Regions from separate parts of the Sus scrofa genome. Here region 2 is linked to region 1. Evidence: chromatin contacts called from public Hi-C data. All regions are on one chromosome and are shown on one strand. Each heading gives the region's core, a stretch centred on a gene start, on an enhancer-like site or on the middle of the called end of the contact. The rest is flanking DNA. Distances are from core to core; before and after follow the strand shown. Region 1 holds the start of TMEM140 (transmembrane protein 140). Region 2 overlaps CALD1 (caldesmon).

Region 1 (6,590 bases), core at 1,970-4,469:
AGTGGATCCAGCAGTAAAATGTAAGGAACCAACGACAAAAGGAAAAAAAATATAGGGAAAGGTTAATATTTGATTTATGGATGAGACAGAATTCTCTCAGCTTAAAAGCAAATTGAAACTACCCAGAAAAAAAATTGTATCGATTTACCTGCTGAAAATACACATTTCTATAAACAAAAAATAAAAGTCAATGACGATGGAAAATATCTGCCACAAATATGAACTGATTAAAAACCTAATATAAAAATGTTCATGCAAACAGATAAGAAAAACATTAATCCCCATAAAAATGGACAAAGATATGAAGAGTTAGTCACATAAGAAGGAAAGCAAAAGAGTTAATTATAAAAAACGCTTTTTTCCCTATTTGTACCCTCCACCAAATAAGTGAGGGTTTTTCATCACCAAGGAATTCTCTGTGACAACTGTATGTCCTACACTTTGACTTAATTCTGACACTATCCCTGGAGACAGTGTCAGATGCCACAGGTTAAGGGCTGTCCCACAAGCTGAGCGCCGCCCCCTCCCCCACCACCACCTCCCCCAAGTCTAGTTTGTCTCCTGTGCTTCTGACCAACCAGCTCTAACTTGGAGGTTCCCACGACCCCCTTCTTGAGTCTGATTAACTTGTTAAAGCGGCTCACAGAACTCAGGAAAACGGTTTACTTCCTGGAATCCTGGTTATAAAAGGATACAGCTCAGGAGCAGCCCAGTGGAAGATGCACAGGGCAGAGGATGGGGGTCGGGGTGGGGTGGGGGGTCTTGGACTTTCCGTGCCCTCTCTGGGCCTGTCCCCCTCCCAGCACCTCTGCGTGTTCTTCTACCCAGAAGCTCTTGAAGTCTGTATTTTAGGGATGATTGCTGGAACCAGGGGTCATTGGTGATGGAACTCAATCTCTAGCTTCGCTCACCCCACTAGACGCTGGGGGTGGGTCGGGGCTGAACGTTTCATCCCTCTCATCACATGGTTGTTTCTCCTGGCAACCAGCCCCATCCTCGGGGACTTTCCAAAAGTCAAGTCCTTAACAAACTCGGGGTGGCTGAAAGGGGTTGAATAAAAAAGACACCTTTACCTCCATTATCACTTAGGAAGTTCCAAGGGTTTTAGGAGGTCTGTGCCAGAAATGGGGACAAAAACCAAATATGCATTTCTTATTATGAGTCACCATATCACATTAATTAACATGAAAGAAAGTCTATAGCTTATGTAAGGTAATCAAAGACATGCCAAGTAAAATACCCTCTGGGTTTCCTTATCAAAGCTGTAGATAAAAATGCTTGATACCAAGAGTGCCGTAATACCAGCATTTTCATGCAGTGATGGTGTGGAAATTCCTACAAACTTCCTGGGAGGCTGTATGGCAAAAGGCACCCCAACTCCTGAAACTCATCCGATCTTTTTGGCCAAGTAATTCCACTTACGAGTCTGCCCTAAGGCAGCAACCAGAAATGCAATCATGATTTATGTATAGGAATGGTCATCACACTATGACTTTGGCATAAAATGAGAAACAACTTGAATGCCCAACATTAGACTTAACTTATAACATACCAAGATAACAAAACGCCATGTAGCCTTTAGAAAAACCAGGTCTAAAATCACACTGTATGGTAGGACTGCCAAGAAAGAGACCAAGGAAACGCTCTGAAAGGTTAATGTTAGCCCCGAGACCTCTGGGCATTAGAGGCAAGCATTCTTCCTTTTGCATGAGAAATATTTCCAGAATCATGTTCGATTTACATAAAAGTGAAATTTAGAAAAGAAACAATCTTGGTAGGTAAATAAAGCAGAGGGTTAGTTGGCAAGAGTGTTGAGAAAGGAGACACTGAGAAATGCACTTCAGTTGTCCTGAGGGAGGAAGGAAAGACAGAATCACATATATACATATATTCATCTCTTCCCAAAGAAGCCTTTGATTTTATAAGAGAAGAAGCCTGCTGGAAATGAGAGAAACAAGCCCATGTTAAAAAAAGAAAAAGTCTTTCTGCACCAACAGAACTAAAATCCCGCCATGAATTTCCATCGAGGCGTGAGAAGCAGTGTCTGCTCATAACACAGGGTCTAAAAATCTCTTGGATGCTGTTGTCTTCTTTCTGAGTCAAGGACACAGGTCTTTCTGACCATCTTAATCCACAGGGCATGTTTTAAGGACTCAGAGTTTCTGTGACTACCGGTTTAGCTGCTGTGCGTCAGTGCTCCGCTTGTGTCTGGCCACCTATTTCTGATGAAGAGTCCACTTCACACGCCCCGGACTGTTTTGTATAGACCGTGTGCAAGACCCTGCCGCCCGCTCTTCTCCCCCGCGTTTCTAACCAGTTGCCCTGGCATCACCTGCACCATTTTGAGGCCAGAGGCGCACAGGGTGATGCTGAAGGGATCGGAGTGCACACGGTGCACGGGGGAGGGTCCCACGCCCGGCTGCCAGTCATTCCTGGGCCCCTGGCGCGGCTGCCAGGTCTGAGAGGGAAGTAGCCTTCTTACGGAGCAGCAGGGGTCTGGGCGAGCCACGGGGGCATACAGGGTAGGTACTTACAAACAAGAAGATGCAGAACCCACACAAGGCTCCTAAGAGGAGGAGCAGGAAATCAGGTTCGGTTGACTGTCCGATCTCTGTCGCCGGCTTCCCAAAGGCAGGCTCCAGACCCGGGGCAGCGGAGAGGGGAGCGGCAGATGCACGCAGCCCCGAGCTTATGACCGGCTGGCAGGCGCAGTTGTGCCTAAGTAAACAGCTCTCTGAACTCTGGCACGTTTGTGCTGACTGGTGACACTGTCCCCTGATTTCACTTTCATTTCTTGCCGGTGGCCCGTGTGACTTTTCAGAAGCAAGGAATGTAAACAACCCTGCTGTTCCCCACACCTTATGCTTCACCCACACCTGAGTCGACCAGACAGTTGACTTAAAGAGCCAGGTAAGCGTCTTGATTATATCCCAGGAGAATTCCAGAAAGGAAACAAGCCAGCACACGCTCAAAGCTCCCAATGTTTTAAACCCGGATAAACACACCCTGGAGTCTTACTCAGAAGGGACCTTCACGATCATCCGGCCTAAGGTCCCAGACCCAGGTCACCCCCATGGGAAGCAGATATGCCTCAGTCCGCCCTTTCAGAAATCAGCTTGTAGGGTGACGGGGCACCTCTGGACACAAAACCTTGTCTTTTTAGCGTCCTCACAGGGGTGCTCAGGCCCTTGCTGGAGCAGCTGGAACATCTCTTGTTTCAAAATAAGAGCAGAACGGAGCTTTTATTTTTGTAATCAGAGGGACTCCTGGCCAGAGTTTAAAAATTGCTTTCTGTGCTCACATGACCAGCTGGAAATTCCAATTTGGGTTAAGCTCGGTTGTGTCAGTAGACAGCGACCCGGTAACATTGCTGAATCCTTCAGGGGTCCTCTTCCCCTCTGTGACCTTTGGGCAAAGGGCTTCTTTGGAGTGTTTGATATGTTTGCCCCCACTTTGTGCTACACCCCCCCCCCTTTGTAGTTCTTTGAAAACTCAAACCCTAGAAAGAAGGCATGTGATCTAATAGAAAGAAAGAACAGAAACTTCGGGATCTGGGAGTTCTGCTGCAGATGAGCGCATTATTTGCCCTCTGGGAGCATCAGTTTCTCGTCTGTAAAATGGAAACAATGTCTGTTTCGCATGGCTGTTGTAGAAATTGGGGATGATACGTGAACGTTCTCCGTACAGTACTGGGCACATACTAATAGTAGCTGTTATTATTTAAAGCAGAAGTCCAGCCTTCATAATAGTGCCTTCAAGGCCAAGACAGTATTAACTTTTTGGTGCTCATATAAACTGGTCACTGAAAACTGAACACTGGTGAATGAGTCACACAGTATAGAAGAGACAGAAGCATACCAAGTTGGAATGCGCTTGAAGTTAGAATGCACATAGTTTTGCAAGAGTCAAAGAATTCTTCAGAGTTCATTATGGAAAACAGCAGTCCCACACTGTCCTCTTCTCTCCTCCAGGGCAAGAAGCACCTCACCTCTTATAGCTGATTCTTTAGGTATTTACCACAGTTCTATAAGCAACATCCTTATAATGGTACTTCTTGATTTTTCTGTTTCAGACATAATCTGTCAAAACAAGAATGTTTCAAGGAGGCAAAGACTGTAAAAATAGGTATAAAGCTTATTGTTAGAAACACGGTACCATGTGTGGGAGAGCACAGAAATGCAGAGAATCAGGCTATTTGTCGAAGGCAGACGCAAACAGTAGTAGGCACCCAAAGGGGGTGCGGGTGCGGGCGACCCCTCAGTGAGGAGCAGAGGTGACTTTGACCACTTATTTTAGGGTAGTTCTTCCGGGTCTTTGTCTCCCTTTAGCCAATTACCTTGTTTCACCTTTTACACCTACCAGACCCAGGGCCCTCCCCTGATCTGCGTGCGTGTCTTTTGGACCAGATGGGTTCCAAAGCAGAGCATGGCGGGAAGGTTATCCAGCCTTATTATGGGCTGACGCCTCCTCCGTCTCTGACCCAGAGGGGTCTCTCTCTGTGCATGTGTAGTTGGGGTCTCCCTGACCCTGAGGATGGGGAGGACGTGACCTCTTAGTTCATTGTCCAAGCAGGGCTCAGCCCCCTTTTGAGTCTTTGTTTAACAAGTTCACAGAAGACAAGTACCACTTATTTGCCCTGGGCCTGTGTTATTTCTATCTGAAGTATAGACAGGTGGCTGGTTGTGAATGTTTGTCCTGGAGCCCACCTGTCTCCTGCCTCAGGGAGTGTAAACAAGAGGCTAGTTGCAAATGTCTATCCTGGGGCCCATTACCTCCTGCCTCAGTGTTTCTTTCATCGAAGACTTTTCTAGATTTATTCTTTATTCTTCTATGCTTAAATTTGGTCAAAGCTAGAAGAACATAGAATTTTAGGTTAAAAGTAACTTGCCTTTATAATTTCGAAAGCTTTCTTTCAGTCTTCTGGCTTTCATTAGACGTTGAGAAGTTTAAGCCATTCTGCTTTCTAGCTTCTAAAGTGGCCTCTGCTCCTAATCTTTGCAGCTTTGTCTTAAAAAATAAAATTATTATTTGAATGGGTTTTTGAGAAGGAGCAAACTTAAATTGTGTCTGGTTTGCTACTTTTTTTTTTTTTTTTTTTGTCTTTTTGCTGTTTCTTGGGCCACTCCCGCGGCATATGGAGGTTCCCAGGCTAGGTGTCTAATCGGAGCTGTAGCCGCCGGCCTATGCCAGAGCCACAGCAATGCAGGATCCGAGCCGTGTCTGACCTACACCACAGCTCACGGCGACGCTGGGTCCTTAACCCACTGAGCAAGGCCGGGGATCGAACCCGCAAACCCCATAGTTCCTAGTCGGATTTGTTAACCACTGCGCCAGGATGGGAACTCCTGGTTTGCTACTTTTTACTGAAAGTCTAATTTTTTTTTTTTCTTTAAACCCCAGGAGGGGGTCTTTCTAGCCATCTCTTTCCGGTGCCCTCTGGCAACACAGTGGTCCTCTGGTTCAGTTTGTTGTTCTTGTCGAGCTTCTAGCCTCCTCTTAATGGCCAACCACCAAAATCGCCAGTGTTTGTGACAGCACCCTTAGACTTGAACTTCTCCGTACTGTCTTCCACACAGATCAGTTTAGGGGAAGAGAACGTCACAACTCTCCATTCTTATGGAATGCCTCACCTCCTGGGGAAAACTGAGCCACCTCGGTGGAGCTAAGGGTGGGGACAGTGACCCACTTCTTCTAGAGTGACACTTCTGAGAGGAGTGGCCCTCCTGCTGAACAGGGGTGAAGGGAGAAATGGGCTGTGGCTTCAGGGCTCTTACTGGGATGTAGTAGATTTTCTTGAATGAATATTTCTTCACTTGTTATATGTCCTTAGGACAATTTCTAAAGACTTACAATGTTTTTAAACCAGTTTTGGTATTCTTTCTACGGAGTGGATTGTGGATTTTTCTCAGGCTGCAGTGCTGGGACTGGATCTCTGCCCCTTTGTTGTTTTTTGAAGGGAAAAGTTGTAACCACATAAAATCTAAAGACATCTAAATAGCAAAGAATATTAGGAACAAACCAAAATGACAAATTTCAGAAAATTACAAAATAGGAAACAAATGGTTATATGTTTCAAGTCTGTTTAACTAATCTGGATTTAGAACTTAACTAATAAAAATACTGATAAGTTTAATGGGGAATGTCGTTGTGGTTATTTAGGTTTTTGTTTTCTTGGAGCTAATAAAACCAGTAAAAATTTATTAAGGTAAATATTAAGCCACTTTTACAGATATCTAATAGATATATTGCAATAGTCTTTAAAAAAAAAAACACCATCCAAATATCTCCACCTGGTTTTGTAGAACACCGATGGTGGTTTAAATAATACTAAAAATACAATACTTACGTCCTCTACTTTTGGAGGGCCTAAAGAAATGGAAATAGTTTACCACAATTAAATTAAAACAATATATTTTATTTATTTATTTATTTAATTTACTTATTTATTTATTTATGGCCACACCTGCGGCACATGGAAGTTCCCAGGCCAGGGACTGAACCTGAGCCACAGCAGTGACAATGCCAAGTCTTTAACTGCTCCACCACCAGGGGACTCCAAAACTATATATATTTTAAAACGCTCTTAGGAA
Region 2 (7,026 bases), core at 4,387-6,886, 190 kb after region 1:
GATCTGGCATTGCTGTGGCTGTGGTGTAGGCCAGAGGCTACAGCACTGTTTCCACCCCTGGCCTGGAAACTTCCATATGCTGGGAATGAGGGCCAAAAAAAAAAAAAAAAAAAAAAAAAAAAAAACCAACAAAAAAGAAAAAGAAAAGAAAGAAAAGACATGGAGAGCTAATGTAGCAGGCAGAGCTAGCATGGAAGAGGTAAATGTCTAGTATACTTTAGGCCCTAAATAGGAATTCATCAGTAGAAAATATCAGCCCAAAATACCAGGCCCTAAAAAGGAATATCAGGACCCGAAAGAAGCATTCTGATCAATATCTGCATGTGATAAGTTTACAATAAGATTACAAAGAAAAAGTAAAAGAGATCAGTGAGAAAAGTTCCATATTTACTCTAGAAGTTTCTTGTTTTAAACCCTTCCTAATAAAGTTATCTCCTTTGCTGGGTACTTTTATTAAATATCAGTTGTTTTTAATCAAAAGCAGTCTTAACAGCAGTGGAAATGAGCATTTATAAATCCAGTGGGCTAGAGCAGATACTATCAGGGAGAGTATACTCCCTCACAAATTGGCTCATGAGTTAAAAACCCACCGACCACCTACTTGCTTCCTTGATTTTACAACCAGAAAAAGTATTTAAGAGCAGAGGAAAGAGGATGGCCTGGCTGAGCTTCTTAGATACAAACCTAGTTACAGCATCACAAACAAATGCCACTCTGAGACTTTCATTTGTGAAGTTGCATAATATTACAGCTCATGCAAGCATCTTTCCTCAGCTCTGTAAAGAAAAAAATGGTTCCTCCCAGTTGTTTCCCTGATATTAAATTTTAATTGGGAAAAATTAGGCTATTTAATCATAACTTGCATTTGTTATGTATTTAGTTTTTTTCTCGTATACTTCAATGCACGTCATGGTACTGGATGCTCTTACAAGTTACACTGAGCAAGCATAAGCATCTCCATTGCATACTGCATGGCAGTGAGATGAAGGGGCTTCCTGGAGATCACAGTGCTGCCTTCTGAAGGAGCTGGACCAGGATCCAGACCTTCTGAGGCCCACCTGAAAAGCCTCCCCTTAAACCTCCAGGGTCCCTGGAGCAGGCAGCCAGTGTGGTCACTGGCTAGCATGGCTTCCTAAGCTGCTGTGAAAAGCAGGGGCAGGGATACCAAGATTATGTAATATATTTAATGGTTTTCAAACTTTAGTTTGAAGCTTCTGAAAGCTACTTAGTAGGTTATGACTTAGCATTTTTTGATAAAATAAAAAAATAGAAAATATCAGAGGGCAAGACTAAATCATTATATCAAAGAGGTATCTCTACTGTCTTGTTATTGCAGCATTGCTCACAATAGCCAAGGTATGGAAACAGCCTATGTATTCATCAATGAATAAACAGAAATAGAAGGACAGATAGATAAACATACATAAAATATGGAATGGTATACATCTATAATATATACATAATAATATGGAATATTATCCAGTCTCATTTTATTTTCCTTTTTAGGGCTGCATCCACAGCATATGGAAGTTCCTAGTCTGGGGGTCTAATCGGAGCTACAGCTGCCGGCCTATGCCACAATAACAGCAATGCCAGATCCGAGCCGCGTCTGCGATCTACACCATAGCTCACGACCATGCCGGATCCTTAACCCACTGATCGACGTCGGGGATTAAACCCACGTCCTCGTGGATACCAGTCAGATTCATTTCCACTGCACCGCAACGGGAACTCCCTATCTAGCCTTTAAAAAGAAGTAAATTCTGAGTTCCCTAGCGGCCTAGCAGTTAGGATGTGGCATTGTCACTGCTGTGGCTTGGGTCTGATCCCTGGCCTGGGAACTTCACATGCCATAGGTATGGCCAAAAGAAAGGAAGAAAGAAAGAAAGAAAGAGAGAGAAAGAGAAAGAAAGAAAGAAAGAAATTAATGCCATTTGCAACAACATGGATGAATCTGGAGGGCAGGTGAAACAAGCCAGAGAAAAACAAATACTGCATGGTATCACTTATATGCGGAATTAAAAAGGTTAAACTAGAATGGTGGTTGCCAGGAGCTGGGGGCCTGGGAAATAGGGAAAGGCTAGTAAAAGGGCACAACACTCTAGTTACAAGATGAATAAAGGCTAAGGATCTAATTCTAACATGCTGGCTATAGTTGATAACATAGTACTGTTATCAACTGAAAAATGCTAGGAGAGTAGAACTTCTTTGTTCTCACCAAAAAAAGAAATAAATAAAAAAGGTAAATACAAGAGGTGATAAATGTGTTCATTAATGATGGAAATCCTTTCACAAGATGTAGATCTAGCAGATCATCACACTGCACATTTTAAGTATATTACAATTTTATTTGTCAGTTATACCTCAACAAAGCGGAAAAAAAATGTGTAGTACAACTTGAAAAAAGAACGTATCAGAAGGCGTTATACATAGCAAGAGTGAGCACTGTTTTGTGAAGTACTGGTTCAAACATATATATGCATATATGTGTATACATGTATGTAATACTGAGTCATTAAATAAAATTAGGTTTATTATATTTTAAGTTTATACTTAAGTATAAGTTTAAAAAAACGTGTGTTTCTTTCAGAGGATCAGAGGGAAAGAGAAAACAGGAAAACAACTCTGATCAGCCTAAAAGGGCCTGGAGAAGTGTGTCTGTTAGGTGGTGGGTGTGGGGGGAGGCAGAAGAAAGACTGCTGCGGTGGGTGGGAGGGTGAAAGACTAGATAATCTTGACGCCAGAGCCTGTGTTTGTTCTTTTTTATGTTCTTAGTGCCTAGTCCAACAGCACTAACCAGCACAGGAAACCCTCAATGAATATTTGTTGAATGAATGCATGGAAATGAATGAGGTTTACAGATTTTTAAAGGCTCCTCTTAAAAATTCAATTAGGCTTGGAAAGGAATTCAGGCAGTCCTACGTTTATAAAAAGCTGTTTCCAAAACCTTAATTTGCAAATTGGTTTTTGGAACTTCAAACACTATTATACACGGCAGTTGGGATCTCAGGTCAGCCCTCAATCACCTTTTAAAACGCAGGATGTATCTGAAACCAGTGCTGAGAACTGAAGCCGCATTTCTACGGGAAAAAGGCATCCACACTGGTCTGATTAGAAATGCCAGGGGCGAATTGGCTTCCAGGGGGCAGTCCCCATTCCTCTTGCCACAGCTACATGTGTTTCTGCAAAGCCATTCTGGGGGGACTGGGGTGGATGTGAGAAGCAGCATGAAGTGTGGGCTCATGTCAAGGATAGGGATAGGTCAAAGGTAAGCAGAAGAAGAGTGAACAATGCAAATAGCATCAATCGGGAAGGAAAGAAAGGCCAGCCAGTGTGCTTGTGGCCAGGTAGCCAGGAGACATATGCAGAAAGTTGAGACTACCTCCATTAAGATCTGGGGCAGACACCACTGCAGCGGCAGTTCAGCAATGCCATTTACGGAGTGCCCCCCACACAAAAAGCACAAGTACATGTTTCTCTGCCACTTGTTCTTAGTTTTTGATTCATTAACAGCAAGGAGTAATTTTACCCTTAACCAGATAAGAGGTCCAGTAAAGTCAATCATTTAAAGCCAATCTTTGAACCCCAAAGGAGTAAAAATGGCCAGTTTGTTATACAAACCAACAGTCACAAAATGCACACGCCTTTGACTCTGCAGGAAAGAAGGCTCCTCACTGCTCCTCTACCCAGACTGGGGACTTTTCCTGTGAACACAATTCTAACAAAGGAGGTTTCTTGATAGCCTTGGCTACAGCAGAATAGATAGTGGAACTGCTAGAGCTGGATGCCTTAAGACTAATTAGGAAAGATAAAATACATAAATAAGAAGATGGAAGACATCAAACAATAATTGGACCATTTTTGGATGGGAGCTGCAGCCTCGGAGATACCACTGTTTCACTGCATGATTTAAATAACTATATTCATAATGACAATTCACAGCAATTAGGAAGTGTTTCAAATGTGATATTTATTAGGGAGAAGGAAATATATGGTTTTCATTGAATTTTTTAAAACTTTAACATGCTGGAAAATTGTAATGCTACATTCACCAAGAAGACTGAAAAAAAACAGCTATTCCTAAACTTTTTACAAATCTGAATATAGGTACATGTACCCTTTCTGTATCTTGGATAATTATGCCAGTCATTTATTCCCCTGACATGTTTTTAACTTAGTTTCTTCAGAAAACCAGTGGGATGAACTAAATAATTTCCTACATTTCTTTGATTCCATGGTTTAAAAATTTATATCCCCTTCCACATTTGTTACAAAATATGTCACAGGAACAAAACTTTTTCATCCTCAGGATATATAAAAGCACACCTTATGAGAAATTTAACTCTTAATGGACAAAAGCATGGCTATTTACAAGAAATCCAAAATCCTGACTCAAGAAGACTTCACTAAGGCTTTGGGAAAATGAGAAAGTATGGAAGTGGTGAAGATATTAGACTGCAAGTGACAGAATCTCTCAATAATCTTACCAGAAACAAATTAAGCAACACCCTGAAAACTAAAGAACTGAACAGCCTTTCACACCTACCCCTGAAAATAACATGGCTCTGGGTAGGTCTTGGCATTCAGGAATTTTAATGCACCTCATAAAAAAAACACTGTCAGTCTTGCTCTGTAGGTGATGAAACTGAAATAAATTATCTGATGCAAATGGAAAGGAATTTAGAACTCATTTTGTTGGGCATCTGTTTTGGCATTTAACCTAATACTTCTTCCTAAGCAGAAGGTGCAGAAGCTTTGTGTGTTCAAATGAGTCCAGTGAAAAGTGAACTTAGATGAATTGAGTTTGGTTTATCCAATAATGGGAATGCTAATGGATATTTTCTGAGCATTGGTACCATGTTAGAAGTTGAAGGTTCAGAGATTCAAAATAGTCCCTGCCCTCAAATGAATTCCCATTTATTGCAGGAGGACAAGCAAGCTCACCGATGCTCACTTAACTTTAGTTCAAGGTGAAAAACAGAAGGATAGGCAAAAGTTATTAGTGTGGAGAGAAAAGGGGAGCTGAGGAAGTCTTGTGGTGGAAAGTAGCATTTGATCAGGACCTTGAAGGACAGAAAGGAAGTCAGGAACAGGTAAGCTAGAGCCTCTAATTTCTTTCCTTTTGTTTTTAAAAATTTTTCATTTTATGGGCTGTACCTGTCGCATATGGAAGTTCTCAGGCTAGGCGTTGAATCAGAGCTGCAGCTGCCAGCCTATGCCACAGCCACAGCCACGCCAAATCCAAGCCACATCTGCGATCTACACTGCAGCGCCGGATACTCAACCCACTGAGGAGGGCCAGGGATCGTACCTGCAGCCTCTTGAAATACTAGTCAGGTTTACGACTGCTGAGCCACAACAAGAACTCTGAGCCTCTAATGTTTACTGTAACCCGCATTGCTCACTTCTATGCCACCCTGCCTCTTCTCTATTCCATGTCGCCCTACCCACTCCACCAAAACTTCGTTGGTCTCCGTGGAACCCTTCAGAAACCCCAGTCTTGTTGAATGCCTCCATTTCAGACGAGGAAACTAAGGCGCACGGAGTGTTCCCCACAGAGGAAAGAGTGAGCCAAGGAAGGAAGGTGGCTTGGACATGAGTTTGGGAACCAGCGAGTGACGTGATTTGGTCAGAGCAGGGGGAGGTCCAAATGGGAAGGGCTATTAAAGGCAGACAGACTGTGGAGACCTCGAATGCCATGTTGAGGAGAGTGGGCTCTGTCTTCAAAGCTGAGGGACAGGAGGGCGAGATGGGACAGGACTGGAAAGGGGAGAGAGCCTGAAGCCAAGACCAGATAGAAGGCAACTGCAATCGTCTAGGTAGGAGGCAATAACTGCTGAAATTCAGGGAATGACAGAGTGAGTGGAGAGACACGGAGAAAGTAAACTGATAGATCGTGGGCATGATGGAGTAGGAAAAAAAAAACAGAAGCTGGAATTCGCACCCCCTCCCCCCACTGGCCTCTTTGCCTTCCTTCTAAGCTCTGTGGTTGGCCAGTTGTGAACACTGGACAAGCCCCTCACTCCACATGCCTTGGTTTCCTTTTCTGAAATGGAGGCATTACAAGAATGGGGTTTCTAAAATTCCACGGAGACCTAGGATTGCAAAGAAGTTCTGGTGGAGTAATAGGGTTGGGGGCAATAGAGAGCAACGGGGGGGTGGGTTGGGGGTGAGGAATGGGCGTTGACTGGGGTCTGCAATCAAATGAGAAGCTCTAGATACAAAACCACCCCCAAAATCAGAATACCTCCTTTACGTAACAGAATGATCTGTAACAGTAAATTGCCAAAAAAGTAAAAACCCCCAACCACTATGATAACCTCAGGACTGTATAGATTACCTCCAACAGCCTTTTGCGCATTCACACTCACAGAAACTGTCACCCAAGAGATTTGCTAATATAAGTGGACATGGGTCTCATTTTTAGGACCCCGTTGAGTTCCTGTTTATTTGGCGAACTGTTGCACAAATGCTGGAACAACTGGAACAACAATTGTCATGCTGAATCCATGCCAAAACTCCCTAAAATGGGACAGATTTACTGAAAGGCCATCTGGTGTTCTTACTCTTGTGCGGTACCTTTTTCCAAGATCCAGCGAGTTTTCCAAACCTCATAAACGCCATCGTGAAAAGGGCTGTTGCCTGTGAGTACAAAGACCCTGGCTTCCCGGCTACTGACTGTCCTCTGGTTTTGGGTCAGCTGAGCTGCCCCTCTGAGGTGCACAGCCCTGTCTATAGAAGCAGAGCAATACAGCAAACAACCCTAGGGGCCCCTCTAGCTTGAACATTCCAAGATTCCAGGATCCTCAACTTTGGAGCCTGCTATCTGAACAACACTCTGATCAATAGCATGTGCTCGCGGTCTTGTTCTGTCACAGTCAGATGGTCAGTGTATTAAAGGCTTTGGGCTGTTGTCTGTAAGGATTGGGCAATGTGTGCTTTAGCCAAAGTCTCTGAGCCCTGAAGAGGGTTCAGGTCTAAATTAACAGCAGATCTTTAGAAACAGAAGGCTCTGTAGATCGCTAT

The links. A called contact is a pair of places that touch in the nucleus more often than the background predicts.
Region 2: a contact with region 1 is called in a Hi-C map of liver, with 3 times the contacts expected there. The contact joins the enhancer-like site here to the promoter of TMEM140 in region 1. A contact is called at or near these places in 1 of 5 promoter capture datasets (liver), 4 of 47 Hi-C or Micro-C datasets (liver and skeletal muscle) and 2 of 2 datasets of contacts at active chromatin or transcription factors (alveolar macrophages and skeletal muscle).

Annotation. Positions count from the first base shown.
Region 1 is chr18:14,145,400-14,151,989 of Sscrofa11.1, forward strand. It overlaps TMEM140 (transmembrane protein 140), which reads right to left and starts at 3,220. Exons shown (of 2, transcript XM_003134650.4): 1 at 2,535-3,220.
Region 2 is chr18:14,332,990-14,340,015 of Sscrofa11.1, forward strand. The region is part of intron 3 of CALD1 (caldesmon); the gene reads right to left. Among named protein-coding and RNA genes, the nearest start is that of AGBL3, 71 kb to the left of the region's middle. Within about 2 kb of position 5,637, at least 10 of the 83 cell types and tissues checked have an H3K27ac peak or open chromatin away from gene starts, as enhancers often do. A contact at or near this core is called in liver, where this site is marked.